Linked DNA regions of Sus scrofa: region 1 is linked to region 2. Evidence: chromatin contacts called from public HiChIP or PLAC-seq data. All regions are on one chromosome and are shown on one strand. The core of a region is the stretch at or near the end of the contact, and the rest is flanking DNA. Distances in the headings are between cores, read along the strand shown.

What was found. HiChIP or PLAC-seq counts read pairs in DNA pulled down with a chosen protein or histone mark.
Region 1: an H3K27ac HiChIP or PLAC-seq map of skeletal muscle shows a contact between it and region 2. The contact joins two enhancer-like sites. A contact is called at or near these places in 1 of 47 Hi-C or Micro-C datasets (epiblast stem cells) and 1 of 2 datasets of contacts at active chromatin or transcription factors (skeletal muscle).

The regions. Positions count from the first base shown.
Region 1 is chr9:105,999,219-106,005,134 of Sscrofa11.1, forward strand. No RefSeq gene overlaps it. Among named protein-coding and RNA genes, the nearest start is that of SYPL1, 17 kb to the left of the region's middle. Within about 2 kb of position 1,768, at least 9 of the 83 cell types and tissues checked have an H3K27ac peak or open chromatin away from gene starts, as enhancers often do. A contact at or near this core is called in skeletal muscle, where this site is marked.
Region 2 is chr9:105,477,896-105,484,077 of Sscrofa11.1, forward strand. ATXN7L1 (ataxin-7-like protein 1) reads right to left here. Exons shown (of 18, transcript XM_005667724.3): 13 at 4,321-4,516. Among named protein-coding and RNA genes, the nearest start is that of RINT1, 88 kb to the left of the region's middle. Within about 2 kb of position 1,771, at least 24 of the 83 cell types and tissues checked have an H3K27ac peak or open chromatin away from gene starts, as enhancers often do. A contact at or near this core is called in skeletal muscle, where this site is marked.

The sequences.
Region 1 (5,916 bases), core at 518-3,017, 520 kb after region 2:
GACTTACTTTACAGTTGAGTGAACCGAGGCTCAGAGAGGTTAGGTATGTTATCCCGGGGTGCACAGCTAGGAAGTGATGGAGACAGGCTTCACCCCCAGGCCTGTTTGATTCCCCAGCTCTTAATCACTCCACTCTATGGCCCTGCTGTGTCCTTTGCTTTCTCTTTCAAGGTTTCCAGCTCCTTCCAAAAGATCCACTCAACAGAGCGAAAGCACACAGGGTGCCTTCAGGGGCAAAGAACTGAACTACAGGTGGCAGGAGGAGACAGAGTGAACAATGGCTCCTCCAGGACTTGTTCTGGTGGGAAACATAACTGCCTTAAGCACAGCTACAATGTGGATGTGTTAGTCAGGAGGGGCTTGGAGCCTGGTGCAGGGACAGGAAAAACGGGGTTGACCAATGCACATGGAGGCAGTCAGTCCCCCACTAAGGAGCTTCTACCCTGAATCAGTACTGTTGGGAGATGAGATGCTTAGCGCCCAGGCATCCCTTACTAATGGCCTATGGCACAGCAGTGGGTGTGGCGTCACCAGTCATGTGTGCCTGTTCTGAACACAGCATCACAGACTGTGGACTGTCAGATCCTCTGATTGGATACAAATGCTCCTGTGCTGAGTAAACCCTTAATAATAAACTTCTTGGAGGTAAAGGCCGTAATACCTTGAAGCACTCCTTCGGGGTTTGCCTCAATGAAAAACCACCAAGCACTCCTGGTTGCCTTTTCAAGATACTTAGCTCATTCCCTTGCTGGTCTATGCTGGTAGAGGGGTGGGGCAAGTCGGTGTGAGAAGGTCTGGGAAAGAAACAATCTGTCCAACCCTGTGAAAGGAAACCCTCTGCAGATCTGGAGGAGGTGAGTGCCCCCACATCCACGTGGGCTTATTCCTGGGGACAGCAGGAGAGGCTCTGCCTCCTCTTCATGGCTCCTGGGTCTCAGTCCCGGCTATACGTTGGGATCACCTGGAGGGCTTTTACCATCCACCCGTGCCTGGGATCCACCACCCAGGAATCTCTGGTATTGTAATCCCAGGTACTTGTAATTCTTATAAACTCCCCAGCTGATGGTGAAGCAGAGTATTGCTGCTCTAGAATTTCACACTCAGAAACAAATGCCACAAGCATCCAATTTACCTCTCCACCATTTTGGTGAGTTTGAAAGGAAAAGAGGCATTACAGACTGATTTTAACGAGGGGAAGAGAGGTGCAGAAAGGAGAAGCAATTTGCTGAGGCCAGAGGGCTGCTCAGGGCAGGGTTGGGGTAGGAAGCAGCTTCCTTCTGATTCTCCTGCATCCTTTTTTCTGGCAGTATATACAGTATCGACTGTTCTGATGGCTTAGTTTGACATGCACTCAGGCGAGAGATTTCTACTCCTTTATTGGGATGGCCTTTCCAATTAGACCTACACTACTGTTTCAGTGTGTTTCCTGGTGTGGAAGCCCAAATCTTCCTTTTGTAATTCTTAGCTCTTTACTGGCCTGAGCAGTGGGTCATGAGATCCCCGCCTCTATTTAGAGGGAGCCAGGGACCGACCATGTTTGGTGTGTTCTGTACAGAGCACAACACATACGTGTACAGTGAAAACATACTTTACTGTGGGTAGAACTGAGACCTAACTCAGTCTCAGCTTTCAAGCCTCTGGATCAACAGCAGTTAATTCTCTTAGAACATAGAGCTAAATCTCTGAGGAGGCCTGGCCTGGAGAGGCCACCCGAATTGCTGCCTGCTTAAAGGTGCACTCATGTTTCTTGATTTATCTGAGTCAGTACCTCTGTTTATTTTTGCCATTTGACTTCAGGGTAGGGCTGGTTTCCGTGTGCTGGCAATTCCCAGTGAGTACAGGCTCTGAGTGACAGGGGCAGGTGTTCAGGAATCCCCAGTGACTATTATTTCATTTTGTTCCTCCCCCAGCCTCACGGTTTATGTATGAGCTGTTAGGTGACCGAGTTCTATTTTTAACTGCAAATATGTTCTTTTCAACTGGAATCATATTCTTTAGACACTGCATTATGCAAGCTGGCTCCAAAGTTTGCCAGCAGTGCTAAACTCAACTGTGACAATTCCCAGCCACTGTCACTGAGCCCGCTACAGTGAAGCAAACAGCACGCTTACTTGCTGCAAGATAGAGCTGCTGTTGTGTCTAATAACTTTGCTACCTGAGGAGAAAGCTATGTCTGGCCACTCCGATCAGCTACCCTCCTCTTGTCTCCTGCCTATCCCAGAAAAAATCCTCTGGGCCTTGGGGGACGGCATTAAAAAGGCTTCTGTTGAGGAAGGTTAAACTTGAAATTAGTCATAATGAGGTACAAGCTATGTAATGCTCATTGTGGTGTATCTTCTCAGGCTATGAGCAGGAGAGGACGGTTTCAATGGAGGGCCTCAAGTCGAGAAGTCATTCTGATGAAGTGTTCCTGCTGAGCCATTCACTATTCTAAAGTGAGAAACTTAGACAAGCCCAGTGGTTGGGTCTCATGTTTTTCTGTGGGATAATCACAGAGAAGTGTCTTTCCAGAATGGCACAGAGCTGGGATCTTTCCCCCTGCTTTCTCCTAGAGGACTGGCATCTGGCTTATCCAAAATGAACCAGAGAAGAGACCGAGTTAGCATTCTCTGAAGGGAAAATGTTAGTATCACAAGGTTCTTTGATGGCAAGCAACAGAAACCAACTCTTTAATAAGAATTCACCTACTTAAGAACAATTGTTAGAAGATAAGTTCCATGAAAGCAGGGGCTAGCTTTTCACTGCTGTTTCTCCAGTAGGACAATACCTTGAATATACAATAGGCATTGACTACTGAGTATATTGAGTCAAGGTTTGCAGGTTATACATAGGGTGGATTGAAGAATTGTTAGGAAGACTGAGAACCAATATCAGAAAAGGATAAGAATGAGAGCACCTCTGGAGGGGAAAGGTAGCAGGAACTCGGTCCCTGACAGATCCATCAGGAATGAATGCTCTCTAACTAGTCATATTTTTGAGTGTCTGTCCTCATGCATCAAAATCCAGAGGGAGGAGTTCCCGTCGTAGCTCAGTGGTTAACGAATCTGAGTAGGAACCATGAGGTTTCGGGTTCCAACCCTGGCCTTGCTCAGTGGGTTAAGGATCCGGCGTTGCCGTGAGCTGTGGTGTAGGTCGCAGACGTGGCTCGGATCCCGTGTTGCTGTGGCTCTGGCATAGGCTGGTGGCTACAGCTCCGATTCGACCCCTAGCCTGGGAACCTCCATATGCCGTGGGAGCGCCCCAAGAAATGGCAAAAAAAAAAAAAAAAAAGAAAAGAAAAGAAAAAAAATCCAGAGGGAGATGTATTAGAGTTTTCTAGAGGAAAACAGAACCAATAGGATCTATCTATCTAGTGAGAGACAGAGAGAGAGAGATTGATTGATGATAAGAAATTGGCTCACACGATTATGGAGGCTGGCAACCCCAATCTGCAGGGTGGGTTGGCAGGTTGGAGTTGGAGACATAGGGAGAGCCAGTGTTCTAGTTCAAGGGCTGTCAGGAAGGAAGGGTGACACTGCAGATGAAGCCTAAAGGCGGTGTGCTGAAGAATTCTCTCAACTCAGGGAGGGTAGGTCTTTCTGTTCTGTTCTGTTCTGTTCTGTTCTGTTCAGGAGGAGGCTCACCCACTTGTGGAGAGCAAGCTGCTTTACTCCAATTGATTGAAATGTTGATCTCATCCAAAAAGACCCTTGCAGAAACACTCAGAATAATGTTTGGCCAACTATCTGGGCACCCCATGGCCCAGGCAAGTTGACATTTACTTGCTATGGAGAGGGCCAGAGAGACACAACTGGCCTAGCTGGAGTCATGTGACCATCCCTCTGCCCAGTACAAGGCAGGGTATTTTGTTGGGCAAGTCCAGAAACTTTGCGTGAGGGGCAAGCACTTATTTCCCAAAGGGGCAGTGGGAGCTGTTTCCAGGAGAAAGGGGAAGGGATACTAGGGAGTTGCAAGACAGCAACTGGCTCTGCTCTCTGGAGAGTCTCACTTTGTTACTTGCTTCTGTGGAGGTTAACATCAAGACACAGCTCTCCGCTTTGGCTGCCTCTTGTAGCTCCTCTCCTCTGTGTGAAAAGAGAACAGCCAGCTAATTTCTGTGCCTTTGGCCCTTCCCCTCCAGCCATGGGTAGAGGTGACTATCTGAGGGTAGATTGTGAGCTCCAGGCCCTTACTTTTAGAGGCTTGTGCTCATGATTCAGCACTCAAATGCTGGCTCACTCTCAAAAGTCCCCCTACACTGTAAGTGCTGTTCGTAAGATACTTCTACCTCAGGAGGGTTTGAATCTATTATGCTCTGTGTATTTCTCTTCTCCATTCTTTGCCTACAAGAGGTCTTACATAGCTGTGACTTCTGCTAACCTATGCAGTGCCTATGTGGAATTAACATGGCATCCCTTCTTCAAGATACTTTACATCCATTGGTTGGAAAGTGTCATAATGTACTGATTTTGTTTGAACAAGTTGCTGCCATATACCAGAACACTGACATGATAAATATATCTAGTATATTTATAATGTGATTGATGCCTCCTTAGATACGACCACCTTGTGCAGTGTACAACCAGTCTACCTGTACCTGGAAGGTCTGACTACCATGGGAGAGGGAGACCACCAAAGGCCAGGGAAGCACAACTTGTTCAATGTTCTGGTGAGTGGTGTGAGAGTACGTGCAGGGGCGGGGGTGATGGTGTGTTCCTTTTCTCTGGGTTCTGATCAAAAGCTGAGCAGTTGATCTGATACAAGACTGTGAGCCCAAGATTCCTCTAGAATGGTAAGTCCCTCATACTCCCCAAAGAAACTGCCTTCTAGGCATTAGGAACCATAGCTCTCATCTTGGGTGAATTCCTGGGAGACATTCATAGCTCAGATCAGACCAGCGGGAGAGGCAATGGGCATATCTGCTGTGACATTCTCTTCAGAGATTTGTAAGCCTGACTTCTGATTTGCACATTAGATAGAAGAACTGACTCACTGCAAATTCCCTAGATCCGTGGTGATGTAGACAAGATTAGTAGTCCAACATGAAAACAGATAAGATAAACAGAAATTCTGATTTTTTCTTGCATAACTCAGTGGGTCGTGTTGGATATATCCTGGGGTGAGCACAGCCCATTTGGTGGACCACTGATTTAGAACCTGTTACTCCCCTTATAGCACCTGTGCAGACAAGGCTAATTGATTCCAGTACTCTCCCTGAACCTGGAGGCATCTATGAACTGTTACAACACAATGGTCAGTGGCTGCTAGATGGGAGGCAGGCTGGCAAACTATGGCCTGAGGGTCTTATCTTGACTGATGACTATTTTTATAAATAAAGTTTTATTGGAACACAGCCACTTTCACTTGATTATGTATAGTCTGTGGCCACTTTCCTGCTCCAATGGCAGACCTCAGTGCCACAGAGATGACACAGTCCAAAAGCCTATAATACTTATTATCTGACCATTATAGACATGCAGGAAAGCCAGTCCCTGCTCTAGGCAGCCAGTGTTGACTGACTGCTGTGTGTTGGTAATGAAAGGTACATCCAGTGGCCCACTCCTGTTCTAGAGTTAGGCTAGAATTTGGAGAATAGCTCACTGTGCTACTAAGGCCAAGCTTGGCCTTGCTCTCTGCTGCCAGTACTTAATCTTCACTAGCTTTCTTAGAAATCTAATCCATTAGATTAGATTAGATTAGATTAGATTAGAAATCTTATCCATTGGTTACATGGACACAGAGAAGCAAACATGGATGAAAGCAGTCACCTGAAGTCCGCATACTACATGGCATATAGTCAGCAGGGTTGACTCCACCCTCAGCCCCTCTGCTACCTGCCTCCAGGCAGATTTGTGCCCCTCAGCACAGATAACACCAACAGGCCCCAAGGCCTCCAGCGTTAGACCACCTCAGAGACCCTGCACACTACCTCGAGGC
Region 2 (6,182 bases), core at 521-3,020:
TGACGGATCCTTAGCCCACTGAGCAAGGCCAGGGATTGAACCCGTAACCTCATGGTTCCTAGTCAGATTCGTTAACCACTGAGCCATGACGGGAACTCCAAGCTCCTAGATTTTTTTATAGAACCTCCCAGGATGACTCAACAATAGTGACATTCAGTCTTCAGTGGCACTGAGGGCTACCCTCTCTGTACTTGGGATTGAGCCAGCCTTGTTGGTTGGGGAAAAAAAAAAAACGCCAAACCAACAGCAACCAGCAGTCAGGGCAAGATCTTGGCACCAGGGGCTTGTCACATGTACCATCTTCTGAAAGAAGCTGGTGGCTCCTTGCCTCTCATCAGGAAGCTGCTGGTTCTAATGTTCACCTGCCAGTGGGCCATACTTTCCTATCTGTGGTCCACAGAGCCACTTCACCGCCAACTTGGCTAAACTCCGTCCTTTCCAGGTGCTAACCTCATATCCCCTCCCATCAGCACTTGCAGGCTCTGCCCTGGGACACACCACTGCCTCCAAGCTCACGCTCATACCATTCCCTCGGCCAGCCATCCCCTGCCCTCTTTGCTCAGCCCATTCTAATTCTCCACTCTCTCAGGGCCCTAATTAAGACTCTCAGGTCTGGAGTTCCCTGGTGGCTCAGTGGGTTAAGGATCCATTGTTGTCACTGCTGTGTCCCGGGTCATTGCTGAGGCACGGGTTTGATCCCTGGCCTGGGAACTTCTGCATGCCCCAAGTGGGACCAGAAAATGAAAAACAAACAAACAAACAAGCAAAACCCTCTCATTTCCAGTGGCTGAGTCACCTTACTACTCTGAACTCCCAGAAACACCTAGACGTACCTCACTACATTTCACCTGAGAATCACTTCATAATTTGGAATGTTTCTGTGCCTGTCTTGATGATTATAAATGTATACAGGTCAGGGACCCCATTCTCTTCTTCTTCTTCCTCAATGTGAGGATAGTAGAGATTTAGGCTGGATGGATTACAGAGATAAGGTTGCACAAAGTGTTTAGTGCAAACTATCACACTTAAAGCATAGAGCTGAAATATGAGCACTTAGACGTTTAATAAACGTCAGTTGATAATGTTGTTAAGACAACCAGAAGGCCAGCAGACAGAAATGCAAGAAGTGGCCTCTGAGAAGGTGACATTTGGCTGGTCAGAGCTTAGGCGAGTCTAAAATGACACTATAACTCAAATGCAGCTTCTCCCCTCCTCCAGGCCTCTCCCAGCAGCTCCCTGGCCTCCATCCCAGACACAGTGCTGGGTTGGCATTCATTCCACAAACCCTTCCTGGAACCAGCCTTTGGAACAGTTCTGAGGAGGAAATGCAAGACCTTCCCTTTGTTTTGTTTCTGCTTAGGTTCTGGGGGGGAGTATGCATTAAAATCTTGCCGCCCATCAAATCTGGTACTCCCGATGAAAAACTCTTTTCTGCACTTTCACATTAAGTGCTTCCTGGCCAAGTAAGAAACCATAGAAAGGGAGTTCTCCCACGTGGAGGCTGGTGCCCAGCAAAATGTGGAAGCGGGGCCAGGTCAGGCATCTTTTCCTTCTTCATATCCTTGCTACAAACACTTTAAACAAACCTTCGTTTAAAAAAAATGATTTAGTGTATCAATTGGCCATGAGAAAAAGGACAAAGCAAAGAAACAAATCCATGGCCTTTCCATTCAAATCAGCCAAACATTAAAGCACACAAATCTGCCAGGACCAGAGTTGAGCTAATCCACTGTAGCCTGGCAGTTTGTCATTTGGACAAAGATCTTGATGTGCTCCAGCGTCTGGCCTTCTGGCAGAGCCTGGGCTCACTTTCAGACTTGGAAGCTCGAGACCCCTTACTGTCTGCACTGCCTCTGCCTCTAATTCAATATAGATGCAAGGCTCAGAGCCCCAAGAGGCTCCTGTCCTTGGTCGCCTATGATGTCCCAGGCAGGGCTATAGACTCTCATTGCGGTGGCCACTGGGGCAGACCCCAGTGGTTGTCAATCTCATCGACTGCCACCCCACTCCCAGCTCTCCCTGCCTTTTCCTTGTTCACAGAACCACATGTCCTTTCTGATTTCTGACATGGAACAGTGAGCAGGAAAGGTGGGTCTCTTTCCAGAACTTTGCAATGAATTCATGGCTGGCTTCATCCTGTTACTACAACCCCATCTTTCTCTGCCACTGATGGGCATAGGGGTGGGCACATGACCTACTTCTGTTTAGATGGAAGGGAAGGTCTACTGGGCGGGGCTATATATGTAGGAAGATCTTCCTCCCTAAGAAATGATATAAGATTGCATCTTAGAAGAAGACCCCTTTGTTTGTCCCGTCCTCCCTTTGTAAAGGCCAACCACTGGGTGAGGATGTGATACTGGAGTCGGAGCTGTGCATGAAAGGGGAAGAGGGCTGCAGAGACTCTCCCTCAGCAACAGGACAGTGTGGAGATGCTGAACCAAGCCTGGAACCACTTGCCACTAGGCTGCTTGTTATATGAGACAAGTAAATGACCCAAGTGAAGATATGGGATGAGTTGTTTTCTATCGCTGGCAGTCAAAGGTACTCCTGATTGTCCCTATTTCTATCTGGCCCAGAAGCAAAGTCTCAGGCTGTTGGTGAAGTACATGGCACCATCCTCCCCAGAAATAGGAAGTGAATTTTGCCTTCAAAATCACACTGATAGAAGGGAGGAAGGACCCTATCATGATGCAGGGCTGATTTCCATGCGATCCAAGGACAAAACTCATCTTACAAGGCTCATGCTGGGACCAGAGCAAACTGGCTATGGGGTCCCTCGTTCCTGGTCTCTCTGAATTTGGCTCTATGACGGGAGCACTAGGCATTCCCTTCTTCTTTTTTTAAAAAATAATATATCGCTTTTATTGATTGATTGATCGATTGGCTGCACCCAACTTCCACGTGGAAGTTCCTGGGCCAGGGATGGAACCCATGCCATAGCAGTGACCAGAGCTGCTGCAGAGACAACGCCGGATCCTCAACCAGCTGTGCCACAAGGGCACCCCTAGGCATTCCCTTCTCAAGTGTTTGTCAGGCGAACATGAACAGGCCTCGAGCTCACGCCTTCTTTTACTTCCCATCTTGGTTTTGTGACCTTCTGAATTGTTAAAGTGGGCTCTTTCAAGGCACTGGGAAGAAAGTGACCTTTTCTTTAATCAGCAATCACGCTGACATGAAATGCTTCCTCCTTTCCTACACACACGCAGACCCACACACACTCAGTTCTGGTGCCATACGCTCACATCTACTAATAACAATAAAACTCAGAACCAACAGGGGAGGAAACCAGCCAGGGCTGGCACCTGGCACATTGCTCAGACAGACGGTTTCCAAAGCAGGTGAGCTAGACTAACTCTTGAGATCAGAGGCTCTGCTCTTAGACGGGCAAGGCAGGAAGGTCAGCTCCCCAGTGCTCTCGTATAAACACCAATGTTGCTTCAAGGTGGACCACAGACACTCAGGTGTTTAAAGGACTATAATCAGCTAGGAGCCTTTACCTTTCCTTCGGGATTTTCTTTTTTTAAAAAAATTTTATGGCTGCACTCAGAGCATATGGAAATTGCTGGGCCAGAGACTGAATCTGAGCCACAGCTGCAACCTATGCTGTAGCTGTAGAAATGCAAGATGCTTAACTCATTGTGCTGGGCTGGGGATTAAACCTGTACTTCCAAAGTGACCTGAGACACTGCAGTCAGATTTTTAACTCATGGCAGCAGCACTCCTTTATTTATTTTAATTTTATTTTGGCCGTCCCTAGGCACATGGAGTTCCCAGGCTAGGGATCAGATATGAGCCACAGTTGTAACCTAAGGTGCAGCAGTGGCAACACTGGATCCTTTAACCCACTGTGCTGGGCCAGGGATTAAACCTACATCCTGGCACTGAAGAGATGCTACTGATACTGTTGTGTCAGAGTGGGAACTCTTCCTTTGTGATTTTCAATGGGATTTCTAAGTCAATTACTCAACTTCGGGGTAAGTTCCTTCCCTTTCTTTTTTCTTTTTATGGCCACACCTGTGGTACATGGAACAAATCAGAGCTGTGGCTGGAGCCTATGCCACAGCCCCAGATCTGAGCTTCACTGAGACCTATGCTGCAGCTTGCGGCAACACTGGATCCTTAACCCACTGAGTGAGGCCAGGGATCAAACCCACATCCTCATGGATACTAGTCAGGTTCTTAACCTGCTGAGCCACAACAAGAACCACCAGGGAAGTGTCCTGGAGGCCTTCTTATGAAGGATGCTGTCGGATACAATCACCTAAATACCACAAAGCATAGGGAAAAAAAATGCCTGGACAGAAATGGAAGGTGGCCTACCGCGAGAGGTCTGGGGTGGTGGGTGGAGAAATGACAGTCTAATAACTTCTCAGCTTCGTCGGCTCCGTCCATCTCCCCTTCATCACTCGACAGTCGGCTGGCGAGGTCACCTCCAACTAGGGGCAGAGAGGGTTCCGGAGTGTAGCCACTGTGATTTGAAGATGTGCTGCTGCTTATGCTATTTGCAGATGATGGTCTACGGGCAGGAGAGAGAGAACAGAATAAACTTTCCTGTGGGAACAAGACCTACCCAGTTTGACAGGGCTTGGAAGGTAGACCAGTTAGCCTTCCTGACAGATCAGGGAAGGCGGGTCAATGTCACATTTGCACAAGGGAAAAATTTGGGCTGAGAGGGTTAGCAGTGGCCAGCTCTCTACTGTGATCAGGTGGAGCTGAGGCTCTGCCTTCCCTGGATTTGAGTACCCGAGAAAACGCCACCGATGTATGCGGGATAGAAAAAACAGCAATGCGACAGAGAGTTAGTTAACCTTAAAATGGGTCTTCTATGAATTCAGTTATGATTCATTCATTTGCGTGTAAATAATTTATACTTGTCCTGTAGTTGCTTCTCTTTGAAAGTGGACCCTGATGGGAAAATCAACCAGGTAAACAAGTTCAGGTCAATCAATAAAATATCAGTGATGACAAAAGACTTCCCTACAAACCTAGCTACTAAACTCTGGCTTTGTGAAATTGTTATCACACTAGCATGAAAACATGTTTTGTCCCAGCAATGGGGATACAAGTTCCTTACCCCACAGTCAAGCCTGTTTCTTCCTATCAAGTCGTAAGTAGTTTAATTGTATCTTCTGAGGATGAAGGCTTTCATTTAGTTTTTGACAAGCCGCTAGACCCATGGGCTGGCATGCTTGACTCAACAGTAGGTGTTGAGGTCTTATGTTTCTCAGTGAGGGGATGAATGAATTCCATGTGTATTAACAAGACAACATATCTCATTTCAATTATGGCTAAGCTGATAGAAAGGCAGTGTCACGCTAAGAGGTAGTACTGATACTTCCTGAGCAGTAAAAAACAAAACTAAAGAAATATCCACTTCAGTAGAAGAGTTAGAGTAAGGAGAATGGTCAAAGTTAATTGTTAGTTGTTTTTACTGCTTATCCACTTTCTTTTTTTTTTTTGGCCATGCCTGTGATATGTGGAGGTTCCCCAGCCAGGGGTCAAATGCATGCCACAGCAGTGATCTAAGCCGCTGCAGTGACAACGTCAGATCCCTAACCCACTGAACCACCAGGGAACTCTCTACTGCTTCTCCACTTTCACCAGGTGATTGATTAGGGAGAAAAAGAAGTTTTGGAGAGAAAAAAATTAGGATCTTAAAAAAAAAGATTTTCTGCTTTGAAAGTTGCATCTTCAAGTACATGAAGCAGCCCTGCTCATATGTCTCTCTTCTCCCTCATTTTCACCCTGGATTCTTTGTCATTTCTTCTTCTTCTTCTTTTTTTTTTTTTTTTTTTTTGCTTTTTAGGGCTGTACCCTTGGCATATGGAGGTTCCAGGCTAGGGGTCTAATCGGAGCTACACCACAGCCAAAGCAACACCAGATCTGAGGCACATCTGCGACCTACACCACAGCTCATAGCAACGCCAGATCCTTAACCCACTCAGTGAGGCCAGGGAGCCCAAAGCCTCATGGTTCCTAGCTGGATTCATTTTCACTGTGCCATGACGGGACGCCTGTCATTTCTTTCTTAGCTGTTAAATACCTGAGTTCAAATCAGATCTCCAAAGCGTAGACATGTAAAAACAAAGCCACAAAGGCAGAAACAACCCACATGTCCATCAATAGATGAATGGACAAAATGAGGTGTATTCATACAAATGAATATTAGTTAAGTCTTAAAA